Regions from separate parts of the Sus scrofa genome. Here region 2 is linked to region 1. A link is a contact called in public Hi-C data. All regions are on one chromosome and are shown on one strand. Each heading gives the region's core, a stretch centred on a gene start, on an enhancer-like site or on the middle of the called end of the contact. The rest is flanking DNA. Distances are from core to core; before and after follow the strand shown. Region 1 overlaps TFDP2 (transcription factor Dp-2). Region 2 overlaps TFDP2 (transcription factor Dp-2).

Region 1 (5,900 bases), core at 1,069-3,568:
ATACAGCACTAATGAGGTCAAGTCACAGGTCGATTCTGGAATAGGATCATTCATTTTGCAGAGAGCAAAGACTCCACAACCTTCAGACTGTATTTCTAATTTCAGCCAGCCAGCTAGAAAGCGCCATATGTCATTGAAGAAAGGATGAAGAAGAGAGAACAATATGGATGGCCCAGGGGTATCTATCACCTTCATTTGAAAAATAACTCATGACCAACAGATCAACAGCACTAATGAAACACATATTAACAACTCATAATTACTTTGAAAAGACAGAATATCCAACTGAAAATACCAAATCTGTAAAACGAGTAAAATAGCACATCTGTATATAGTATGCACATCAGGAATAGAGGATGAAGGTAAATAAATAAACCTTGCAGCCACTCTGATTTCATTCATTTTTATGTTTAAACATACTCATTTGGGGGGGTAGTTTTCATTCCATTTATAGCGTAGCTGTTAGTACAGCTATAATGTGCATTACTTATATGCACCTTGTAACACTGTAATGCTCTATTTTGTTGCGTCTGCACTCAATCATGTTCACTGAAGTTGCAAAGATTACATCCAAAGACGGACACCATTATTAAACCACAGTATCACTATAAATGGGAAGAGTGAGAAACGGAAGATAAAAGTTCATAACAACTCCAAAGTATAATGGTTTAGTGACCCCTAGAACCTCCCTCTCTGTATGTAGTTCCAAACTGGAGCCTCTTTGGTGCAAAGATAAAGACAGAAGATCTGAAATGCACATTCCTACATGTCACAGGCATGGAAGCCAAACCTGGGATGTTTATGCAGCTGTCAGAACACAGGACTTCAAGGATTCCTCCCATCCCAATGGACCACCTAACCAGAATCTCTCCAATGAACCACAGAAAGGATCCTTGAAATGACCATAACAAAGCCCAGCTCTACAGCCCTCAGGGCATGCTCCCAAAGGGTCAATAAATCTTTTAAGTCAGTCTTTCCTACATACTTTCCCTAGAGGATCAAGTCTGTTCTCATGGCTTGGAAAAGCATTTTTACTTGGAGGACACCTTTTAAAACAATTAGCTAGCTCCTTCTTTCTCTGGTATCCAGAACCATAAATGCCCCGGATTCTTCAACTTGAAAGGAGAAAAAAAATTATTTTTCCATCTTCCCACATGCCAGGATTTAAACAGTACCTCTTCATTTCTTACATCAACTCCTTAATTCAAGCTCTGGTATCTGGAATGTTATAACTGTTTTTATTTAGTTCATCAAACCTCAAAGCTAGAAGATCTTAGAAAACTCACTGGGTTTCTTTGGTAGGACCTTTCCCTCCCAATATTTTTAAAATGTCCATCCCAAAACATTAGTCTCACCTTAAGGTTGGATCCTACTGTTTCTTCACTGGCTTCTTTATCTTTAGTTAAAATATCATTTTGTCCTTTTTCTATTTACCTTGCTCAGACAGGGAAATCTTTTAATTCTCAATTTTCTCATTTCTCATCCACCTGCTTAATTCGAACTTCCCATTTTGGGGCATGCTATCTATCTTCTGATTAATAACTGAAGAAATTTATCATATGGCTTCAAACAACTGATTTTTCCAGGCATTCCCAGTAATTCTTTTCAGTTGTGCCTGGTCAAAGGATATAAAGGGGGTGACAGAAGTGGGAAATGGTAAAGAGATTCACGTCAGCCTAGCAGTTAAGGATCCAGTGTTGGCCCTACAGTGGCTTGGGTTTGATCCCTGGCTCAGGGACTTCTGTAGGCCACGGGTGCAGCCAAATAAAAAAAAAATAATAAAAATTTTTTAAATTAGCCTTTGAGTTCCCTGGTGGTACAGCAGTTAAGGAGTCAGTGTTGTCACTGATGTGGCATGGGTTTGATCCCTGACCCAAGAACATCATGTCCCACCCCCCCACCCCACCCCCACCCCAAAAGCGGGAGAGGGTAGAGTCCCTCTTATTCAAAACACATTGTTTCGGTTGGAGCACTAGAAGCGTGAAGAAGCCAGGTGGGAATGCATATTTTAAAGGAGTGCCTCCGATGATTCCTACGAGCCAGCAAAATGGGACAGACTGCTACAAGCGAAGTGCCCATTGTCTCTGTGCTCCAATCAGAGAAGTAATGTCATCTGAGCAGAATCTACTACTTATCTCCATTTTCAGCTTAAAAAGAGAAAGGGCCCAGTGACTCTTATTTACTGTCTCTTGTTCTTAAACGTTGTATCTTTTCACTGTTTAGCCTATTTTCAACCACTACTTTTAGCACAGTCACTGAGGCCAAAACACCCACCAGATGGCACACAGACGCTGTCTGCAGGCCTGGAAAAGAGAGGGAGCGGAAAGCAGCACATTTTTATCTTGCACCAACAGCCAGTGAATGGCTAGAGCAGATCAAGGCAGCTGGGTGCAACCACAAGGATCAGGCCTGATGAGCATGAGAATACCCAAGGGTACTTCATTGGAAATCACTCTCATGAAGAAGCCCAGAGGCCTCAGAGATGGTAACCCAGACAGTGTTAACAAACAAATCATTTGAAATTTACAGTCAAGAGAAGATATTTTTTAATATTTTCAAAGGGTGATGAAGACTGCACACAGATGTAGAAATTAAAAGTTGCGTTCTTCAAATAAATTTAAAACTTTAGGACACAAATTCAAAAAGGCCAATACCACCCGTGAATCAGAATTTCAAAGCAGTTCTTTTCCTTAGCAAACAAAAAAAGGGATGGTTGCATTCCATATGCCATGCTAAGAAGCTTATTCAAAACTGCACTGTTATCAGTATTCTTATTTCAGTAACAAGTTTCACTTGAGAGCTATTACTGAGCTACATTTAAACCATATTGTCAAGAGCAAGATATCTTAGACATCAATATCAACAAAATCTTTTGTATTGAAATCTTAACCATTAAAAGAGTCTGCAAACTTTTATAAGTAAGTTCTACTGGGTCCACCTAGCATACAGTATGTGCTCAGTTAGAAATCTCTTCATTTTTCTGTCAGAGAAATTGCCAAGAGAGCTGCCAAACTTTGCACAAGTGAGCAAAGTGCCAAAAGCAAAGCTTCCTGCTTGATGATCACCAGCTTTAGAGTCAAGACCCAAAAGCTCATTTGAAAACTGGTTGCTTAAAACTTGGTAGAAAGAAACAATGCTATTACACCATAGGTTCCTGGAGCCACTTGCAAAACAGAGTTAGCTCATAATACACTTAAAGCACAACACTCATGCCTGCTCCTAAACAACAATATAAAGAAAAATACAAGTGTCAGGCAAATCTTCCTTCTGATTCCACACCAGAGATGAGCGATTTCTAGGTAACCACCGGTAGTTTCTAACTGCATAAAAATATGTAAGGCAGAGAGAACATCTAAATCAGTCACTCTCTGGGTATTCTGACTCCGAGAAAGATGAATAGGGAAAGCTTAGACTCCCCTATCCCGCCCCCCCAACCCCGAGACCTCGGTTTTGTGCTAAAGAGATTCTATATAAGGCAGGAACCACAGGTACTTCATTCCAGAAGCTTTTTTTCAGTATATTGTTCTTAAGTTGAAGGGTTAACAGTCTCAATTACTTCTACTGATGCTGATTACTAACTATAGATGCTGATGCTGTAAAGTGCTGTCATGACTACATTTGTAATATATAAGACACACATTTTTGAAAACTACAACCTACGATGCTGTCATGGTTATAATCGCAAGTAAGATCATCAAAATTTTTAGGGCTGTCTATTCCATCAAAACTAAACATTCCTTGGTCAAAATTCTCAAAGTTCTTACTCTAAACAAACCTATAACTTTGTAAATCCATTTTACACTCCATGTAAGTTATCTTAGAAAAAAACTCAAACTGCTACACGTTAATATTCCTTAAACAAGCAAAATGTGCATAGATCAATTTTGGACTCAAATCTTAATTCAAACAATGATCTAAAAAGTTTCAACATCTCTAAATTCTGTTGTCATTATTTGAAGCAAAGAAAAATCTTCAGGGAAGCCCACAGATCCTAGCAAACAGCAAGAGAAGTTCCTAATAATCTCCTTCACCGTTGCTAATCTTTCCCAGTCCTCTTCTTAGACCAATTAAACATTGAGAAAACCGTTTAACATTTGCTCCATATGCAAATTTTGAACTACGGTTCAAAGAATTGTTTATTACATATTATTACTAACTTTATAGTGTAGGGTAGGGCAAAATTTCCTAAGTGCCTAATATGTGAAAGATCTGGTGCTCAGCACTGGTTTTCTAACAGCCAACTTTAAGAAATGCATAAAGCTCTAACATTTGTAAACGCACACTATGTGAGAGCACAGAACTTCTCTATGTGTTACTTGTGAAAGGGCAGATTTTTACTTTACTCATTATGAACTGCACAAGTTAAAAACCTATTTCTTTGACCGGTTTCATTACATGCATGTCGCTTCTAAGCTCTCTTCCTTCCTACTCTTTCAGCAGATAAACAATCCCCTCTTTCCATTAGTTTACCTACTCAAAGCTTACTATCCTTTTTTTTTTAAAGAGGGAAACTGCAACACATCATTTCTAATTGACTCAAAATATTTGTCCCACATTTCTTAGTCAAAGATCTTTAGCAATAAGTCTCATGCTTCTCACTGAAGATACAAGTCTCTCACTAAATGCAAATGACGTTTCATACTGCAATTTCATTTTGAGCCTTAATATCTATTGTGCAATTACAAACATCTGCCACCTAAGTATTCCTTATATATCTTATAATGGCTTAGTTTTTTCCTAATAGTCTATATGGATTAATGATCATTTTTTCCCATCACTTAAAGGAATTAAAACTTTCTCACATTTCCACTAATCACACATAATTTTTTAAGACTAAAAAAACCTCTTCAAAAAGTATGTTAGCAGAGTATGTTACTCTATACTGTTTCTCAAATCCTGAATATAAAAGAATAAAATTTAAATGACTAAGTTTTCTTTATTCACTGATTAAGTGAGATTTATGACCTCCCCTCCCCATCCCAGCTACTGTGAATTTTGAATGAAACAACCTCAATTGTAACAGAAGAAACATCTGTTGCTTTTTTTTTTCTTCCTCAGGGCTCTCCTAAACTGAAAGAAAGCCTCTCTGCCTGACCTCCTCTTCCACTCCCCCTCCCCACCCACACTAAGTTCCTTAAACTTTTTTTTAAAGTAAATGTATTACTGATAATTACGCTGTTCCATTTAAAATGTCACAGTTTACCTAGAAACACTGGCTTCACCAAAGTTTAGAGAAGGAGTAAATGTTACATACATCAAAACCCCAGAGATGTGAAGGGGAAAATACCCATTGTAACTAAAATGCAGGCTTCAAGAGTATACTTGAAGTGATCAACTCAAGTTGGCACACATCCTGGGCTCACTGAGTGTCATTTATGGCTAAGGTTTTCTTCACAGGATCCAGATTCATACAGAATCTTGCATGCTATATTTTCTTTGCCAACCCAATGCTAACATAATGGCAGTCACTACCCCAAGAGGCAGACACCAAATGGTGCCACCCACACTCTCACACTGTGCCTCATAATAAACCATAAAGCAGTGGAATGCACCGGCCCCTTTATGAGCAAACAATGCCTGAGCTTCATTAGAATACAGCTGACATTTTCAAAGCACAAATACTTTTAAGAAAAATGTCCTAGGAAAAAAGGGAATGAAACAGCTCTAAAAGCTGCAACATTTTTATAAGTGTCAGGTTCATTCCAAAGATCCCGAGGAAGCATATTTTGCTACTGACAATGTAGATGTTTTCATAAATGGAAAAAAATGTATAGTTAGAGGCAAAGCTTATTTTATTAACTACTGGAAAGAAATGAAAGTAAAAACTCACATTTGAATTGCACTCACAAGTAAGAACCACGAAGTACCTTTCAAATTATTCATTTCCTCAACTGCTGCTT
Region 2 (5,938 bases), core at 2,400-4,899, 85 kb after region 1:
TTGCTGTGGCTGTGGCATAGGCCAGTGGCTACAGCTCCAATTTGACCCCTAGCCTGGGAACCTCCATATGCCGCAGGAGCGACCCAAAGAAATAGCAAAAAGACAAAAAAAAAAAAAAAAAAAAAGAATACAAAAAAATACAGAGTTCCCATTGAGGCTCAGAAGGTTAAGAACGCAACTAGTATCCATGAGGATGTGGGTTCAATCCCTGCTCTCACTCAGTGGGTTAAGGATCTAGCATTGCCGTAAGCTGTGGTATAGGTCACAGATGTGGCTTGAGTCCTACATTGCTGTGGCTGTGGTGTAGGCCAGCAGCTACAGCTCTGATTCAAACCCAAACCTGGGAACTTCCATATGTTGTATGTGTGGCCCTAAAAGAAAAAAAAAAAAGAATACGAAAAAAATATGTATGTTTGTATCACTGAATCACTTTGCTATACAGTAGAAATTAACACAACATTGTCAATCATCTACACTTCAATAAAAATTTTAAAAACATGTATATTATCCACCTTAAACTCATACAATGTTACATTAGTTACATCAATAAAACTGGGGGGGGGGGAGTCTGAATGGTAATACTATGAATATATACCCCCTCTGAGGAATCTGTTAGAGAATTAGCTTCACCAACCAAAATATGCCTGGGGAAGTATTGCAAAAAGACCTGCAGTGACCACTTTACACATTCAATTGTAAAGGTAACACTAAAACAAGATTGAGGTTATGGTGTGAAGAACAATGTGTAAACATTACGTGTTCTGACAAAGTAGTTAGAAGGCAACTAAAAACTGGAAGGAGAGAGGAAGGAAAAGGAGGAAAGTAAAATAAGATCACTAACTGTTATATAGTTAACGATGGGAGTCAAATGACAATTAAAACTGTAATAAAAAGTGAAAAAAGATTAAGGACAATATAAAAATTATTAACACACTAGGACTACTAGAATAAAAATACAAATATTCCTAAATGCCAGAAGAGATGCTTTAAAAAAGCAAAGAGAACATATAAATAAACACAGTAAATATAACATAATACACACGGCAATGACAAACAGTAAGTGGCATTATAAGGCACTTAAGATTTATGCCTCATAAGAGATGACTTAATAAAAGATTACTTTACACAATTCATTATCCATCTGAAAGAAAATACCAACTTGTCTTAAATTCATTCCCTTGAAAAAGAGAGAGGGTGACTAGGATGCAGGGAAATTTCCTGGGAAATGCCCTTAGCAGACACACCTATAAGTAAGTGAAGGAGGCAGAGGTGGGAATGGGAAGAAACTGGCCCAACACAGGGGCAACTTGGGCCTCAGCTGATATTAATGGAGCTCTAGAGCTGGGATGCCATTCAGAGTTGTCCCAAAAGGAGGTGAATCTGGTCGGATCTTATATCCGGCAGCACTCAGTTAGCTCTCACAGGACACCTCTGGGAGGGAACATACTTGGCCAAGGGCGACTCCCAGTAAGGGATACAGCAGATAACTCATTGCTGTGGCTGTGGTATAGGCTGGCGGCTACAGCTCCTATTCAACCCTTAGCATGGGAACCTCCACATGCCACAGGTACGGCCCTAAAAAAAGAAAAAAAAAAAAGAAAAAAAGACACAACCTGGAGTTCTCTTGTGATACAGTGAGTTAAGGATCTGGCAATGTCACTGCAACAGCTTTGGTCATTGCTATGGCTCAGGCTCGATCCCTGGCCCAGGAACTTCTACATGCCACAGGAGCGGCTGAAAAAAAGACACAAGCCATAGAGTCAAAGTATGCTACCCATGAAAGAGAAAAAAATTTGCAAATCCAAAATCTGAAAGAGATTCAAAAATCTGATAGGGATTAACATCCAAAAAAATATGGGAAGAACTAAAACTCAATGACAAAAAAAAAAAATCCAATTCAAAAATGAAAATAGGACTTGAATGGACATCACTCCAAAAAAGATATACAAATGACCTATAAGCACAAGAAAAGATGCTCAACATCACTAATCACTAGTGAAATGCAAATCAGAACTACAATGAGATACCACCTCACACCTATCTAGATGGCCACTATCAAAAAATAGAAAACGAGTGTTGGTGAGGATGTGCAGAAACTGGACCCCTGTACACAGTTGGTGAGACTATAATATAGTATATCTGCTATGGAAAACAGTACAGCAGTTCCTCAAAAAATTAAAAATTAAGGAGTTCTCATGTTGTGTGGTAGGTTAAGGACCCAGCATTGTCACTGCTGTGGCTTGGGTTCCTGTTGTGGCATGGGTTCAATCTCTGGCCCAGGAACTTCTACATGCTGCAGGTGCAGCCAAAATAGAAAAAAAATTAAAAATTAAAAACAATAACTGTATGATCCAGCAATTCCACTTCTGGATACATACACAAAAGAACTGGAAGTAGGATCTCAAAGAGGTATCTGTACACTCATGTTCATAATAGCATTATCCACAATAGCTAAAACATGGAAGCAGTTGTATCCATTGACAGATGATTGGATAAGCAAAATGTGGTACATATATACATACAATGGAATATTATTCAGTCTTAAAAAAAGGAAATTCTGCTATATTCCACAACATGGATAAACCCTACAGACATTACACTAAGCAAAATAAACCAGTCACAAGAAAACTATGATTCTACCTATATGAAGTACTTAGAGAAGACAAAATCATAGAGTTAGAAAGTAAATGATGGCTGTCAAGGGCTGGGGGACGGGAGGCAGGAATGGAGGATGACTATTTAATGTGTACAGAGTTTCAGTTTTATAAGATAAAAAGAGTTATGGACATGAGTGCTGCTGGTTATACAATATGAACTATATACTTAAAATGGTTAAAGTGGTAAATTTCATGTATATTTTACCACAATAAAAAAAATTCTTGGGAGTTCCCTTCATGGCTCAGTGGTTAACGAACCTGATACATGAGGATGTGGGTTTGATCCTTGACTTTGCTCAGTGGGTTAAGGATCCGGCGTTGCCATGAGCTATGGTGTAGGTCACAGATGCGGCTCAGATCCCACATTGCTATGGCTGTGGCTGTGGGTCAGCAGCTACAGCTCTTGTTCGACCCCTAGCCTGGGAACCTCCATATGCTGCAGGTGCGGCCCTAAAAAGACAAAAAAAAAAAAAAGGAAAGAAAGAAAGAAAAGAAAACACCACAATGCAAGTCATAGGAAAAATAAACTGGGAAAGAATACATGCAATTCACGTTACAGAAAAAGAGTTAATTTCTAGCCTATGAAAGCTCCTATATATAAATAGAACACCAAGAGCCTAAAGAAAAAAGGGCAAAGGATGCATAACAGAAAACACAAATGGCTTTTAAACATAAAAAAAAACTCATCCAACCTCTCTCATAAGAGAAATACAAAATAAAGTTGTAATATATAAGATCAAAAATATTGATACCAGTACACTGTATTGATAGAGACGAAGGAAAATAGACTTTATCATACCTGCTGGTGGTAGAATAGATAGGTACAATCTTATAGAGGATAACTTCAGCATATCTATGAAAATTATACATGCACATATTCCCATGAGGTTTTTTCCTAGGGTCATGTGAAACCACAGATACACAAAGACACTCCCTAGGGTATCTATTTCATAGCAAAAGTTAAGACAAACCCTGGTAGTAGACTGGTTAAACAAATCGCAGTCTAAAAAAAGAAGGGAGCTCATTGTGTATAGATAGAATGACCTCCAATGTAAACTGTCCAGTGAAAAGAAGCAAGTGAAAGAGAAGTGTGTGTAACATTACAGCATTTGTATGAGAAAGACTACCTCAGAGGCAAAGGAAATGGGTGGATATATGGGCAAGTGTGAGAAGAACACATTTTTCTTTTATTTGACTAATCTTAAGGAAATAATAAGATGAGCTACTTACATCCTTTATACCTTCTCTATTTTCACCAGAAACACAAAGAACGTATCTATATACCACACTAACTTAAACTTTTTCAATTCTGTGTTTTCCTTTGTACAGAAACAATACTTTTTGCTTTCAAAAAAAATAAGTAGAAATAACCACCTGAGGTACAGAGATAGAGTATGGCTTTTATAATACTTCAGACAGAATCTTTGCTTAGAGAGCTTAAAAAAACCTAGCTGTTATACTGTAATCAAATCCTGTGTAAAGAAAAGCCTTCCACAATAAGGTAGGGAACCAATACGTGGAATTCCAAACAGAAACACAAGTTTTTAAAAAGCCAGAAGAGGGCGCTATTACTTCATTAAAGTCTCCCTGGTACCTACCTCTAAGCCTCTCAGCTTCTGTTATAAACAGATCTTCTTCAGGTCTCTCTGGTTGCCCTTCCTCCTTCCCTCCTATATTTACCTATCCTACTCTTCACGCAAGATGTGAAACTGAAATAAACATTAGTGGAAAAGGAAGAAAGGAAATTCTTGAATTTATAACAATACTATGTTAAGTGAATATAACATACTTAAAATGTATTATAAGGTTGTTATAAGTTTAGGTGTATAATATAGTGAGTCACAATTTTTAAAGATTATAGTTATTATAAAAAATATTGGCTATACTCCTTGTGCTATATACATCCTTGTCACTTATTTTACACATAGTAGTCTGTACCTCTGAATCCTCTAACTCTATTTTGTCTTTTCCCTATCCCCTCTCCCCATTGCTCAGCATTAGTTTGTTCTTTACATTTGAGCCTGTTTTTATGTTATATTCACTAGTTTGTTTTATTTTTTTGGTTCCACATGTAAGTGATAACTTACAGTATTTGTTTTTCTCTGATTTATTTCACTAAACATAACACCCTCCAAGTCCATCCACATTGTTGCAAATGGAAATTTTTCATTCTTTTTTTAAGGCTGAGTAGTATTCCATTGAATATACATACATCTTCACCCACTCATCTGTTGATGCCACACTTGGATTGCTTCTGTATCTTGGCTATTATAAATAATGCCACTAGGAACACTGGGGTGCAAGTATCTTTTTGAATTAGTGTTTTTCATTTTCTTCAGGCATATACCTAGGAGTGGAATTGCTACATTACATGGTAGTTCTGATTTTAGTTTTCTGAGGACCCTCCATACTCTTTTCCATGGTAGTTGCACCAATTTGCATTCACACCAACAATAAGTATACAGCGGTTCCCTTTTCTCCACATCCTTGCTAACATTTGTTATTTGTAGTCTGAGGACAGGTATTCTGACAGGCATGAGCTCATATCTCATTGTGGTTCTGATTTGGATTTCTCTAATGATAGCAATGTTGGGCCTCTTTTAATACACCCCTTGGCTATCGTAAGTCTTCTTTGAAAAAAAAAAGTCTATTCAGATCTTTTGCCTATTTTCTGATGGGGCTGTTTGTTTTTTAAAACTGAGTTGTATGTGCTGTTTATATATTTGGAGTATTAATCCTTTATCATCATATCATTTCCAAGTACCTTCTTCTATTCAGTAGATTGTCTTTCCATTTTGTCAGTGGTTTACTTTGCTGTGCAAAAGCTTCTTAAGCTTAATTGGGTCCATTTGTTTATTTCTACCTTGTTTCCTTTGCCTTGAGAAATGGATCTTCAAAAAAAAAAAAAAATGCTGCAATGATTTATGTCCAAGAGTGTTCTGCCTATGTTTTCTTTTAGGAGTTTTACGGTTTCCAGGCTTACTTTAAAAGTCCATTTTGGGAGTTCCCATGGTGGCGCAGCGGAAGCATATCTGACTAGGAACTGTGAGGTTGAGGGTTCAATCCTTGGCCTTGCTCAATGGGTTAAGGATCTGGCTTTATCATGAGCTGTGGTGTAGGTCACAGACACGGCTCGTATCTGGCACTGCTGTGGCTTTGGAGTAGGCCAGTGGCAACAGCTCTGATTAGACCCCTAGCCTGAAAACCTCCACATGCCGCGAGTGCAGCCCTAAAGAGACGAAAGACAAAATAAATAAATAAATAATAAATAAATAAATAAA

Evidence for each region. A called contact is a pair of places that touch in the nucleus more often than the background predicts.
Region 2: a Hi-C map of fetal liver shows a contact between it and region 1, with 2.3 times the contacts expected there. The contact joins two enhancer-like sites. A contact is called at or near these places in 1 of 5 promoter capture datasets (fetal liver), 4 of 47 Hi-C or Micro-C datasets (blood, epiblast stem cells, fetal liver and 1 more) and 1 of 2 datasets of contacts at active chromatin or transcription factors (skeletal muscle).

Annotation. Positions count from the first base shown.
Region 1 is chr13:82,821,718-82,827,617 of Sscrofa11.1, forward strand. The region is part of intron 1 of TFDP2 (transcription factor Dp-2); the gene reads right to left. Among named protein-coding and RNA genes, the nearest start is that of TFDP2, 110 kb to the right of the region's middle. Within about 2 kb of position 2,319, at least 11 of the 83 cell types and tissues checked have an H3K27ac peak or open chromatin away from gene starts, as enhancers often do. A contact at or near this core is called in fetal liver, where this site is marked.
Region 2 is chr13:82,905,547-82,911,484 of Sscrofa11.1, forward strand. The region is part of intron 1 of TFDP2 (transcription factor Dp-2); the gene reads right to left. Among named protein-coding and RNA genes, the nearest start is that of TFDP2, 29 kb to the right of the region's middle. Within about 2 kb of position 3,650, at least 4 of the 83 cell types and tissues checked have an H3K27ac peak or open chromatin away from gene starts, as enhancers often do. A contact at or near this core is called in fetal liver, where this site is marked.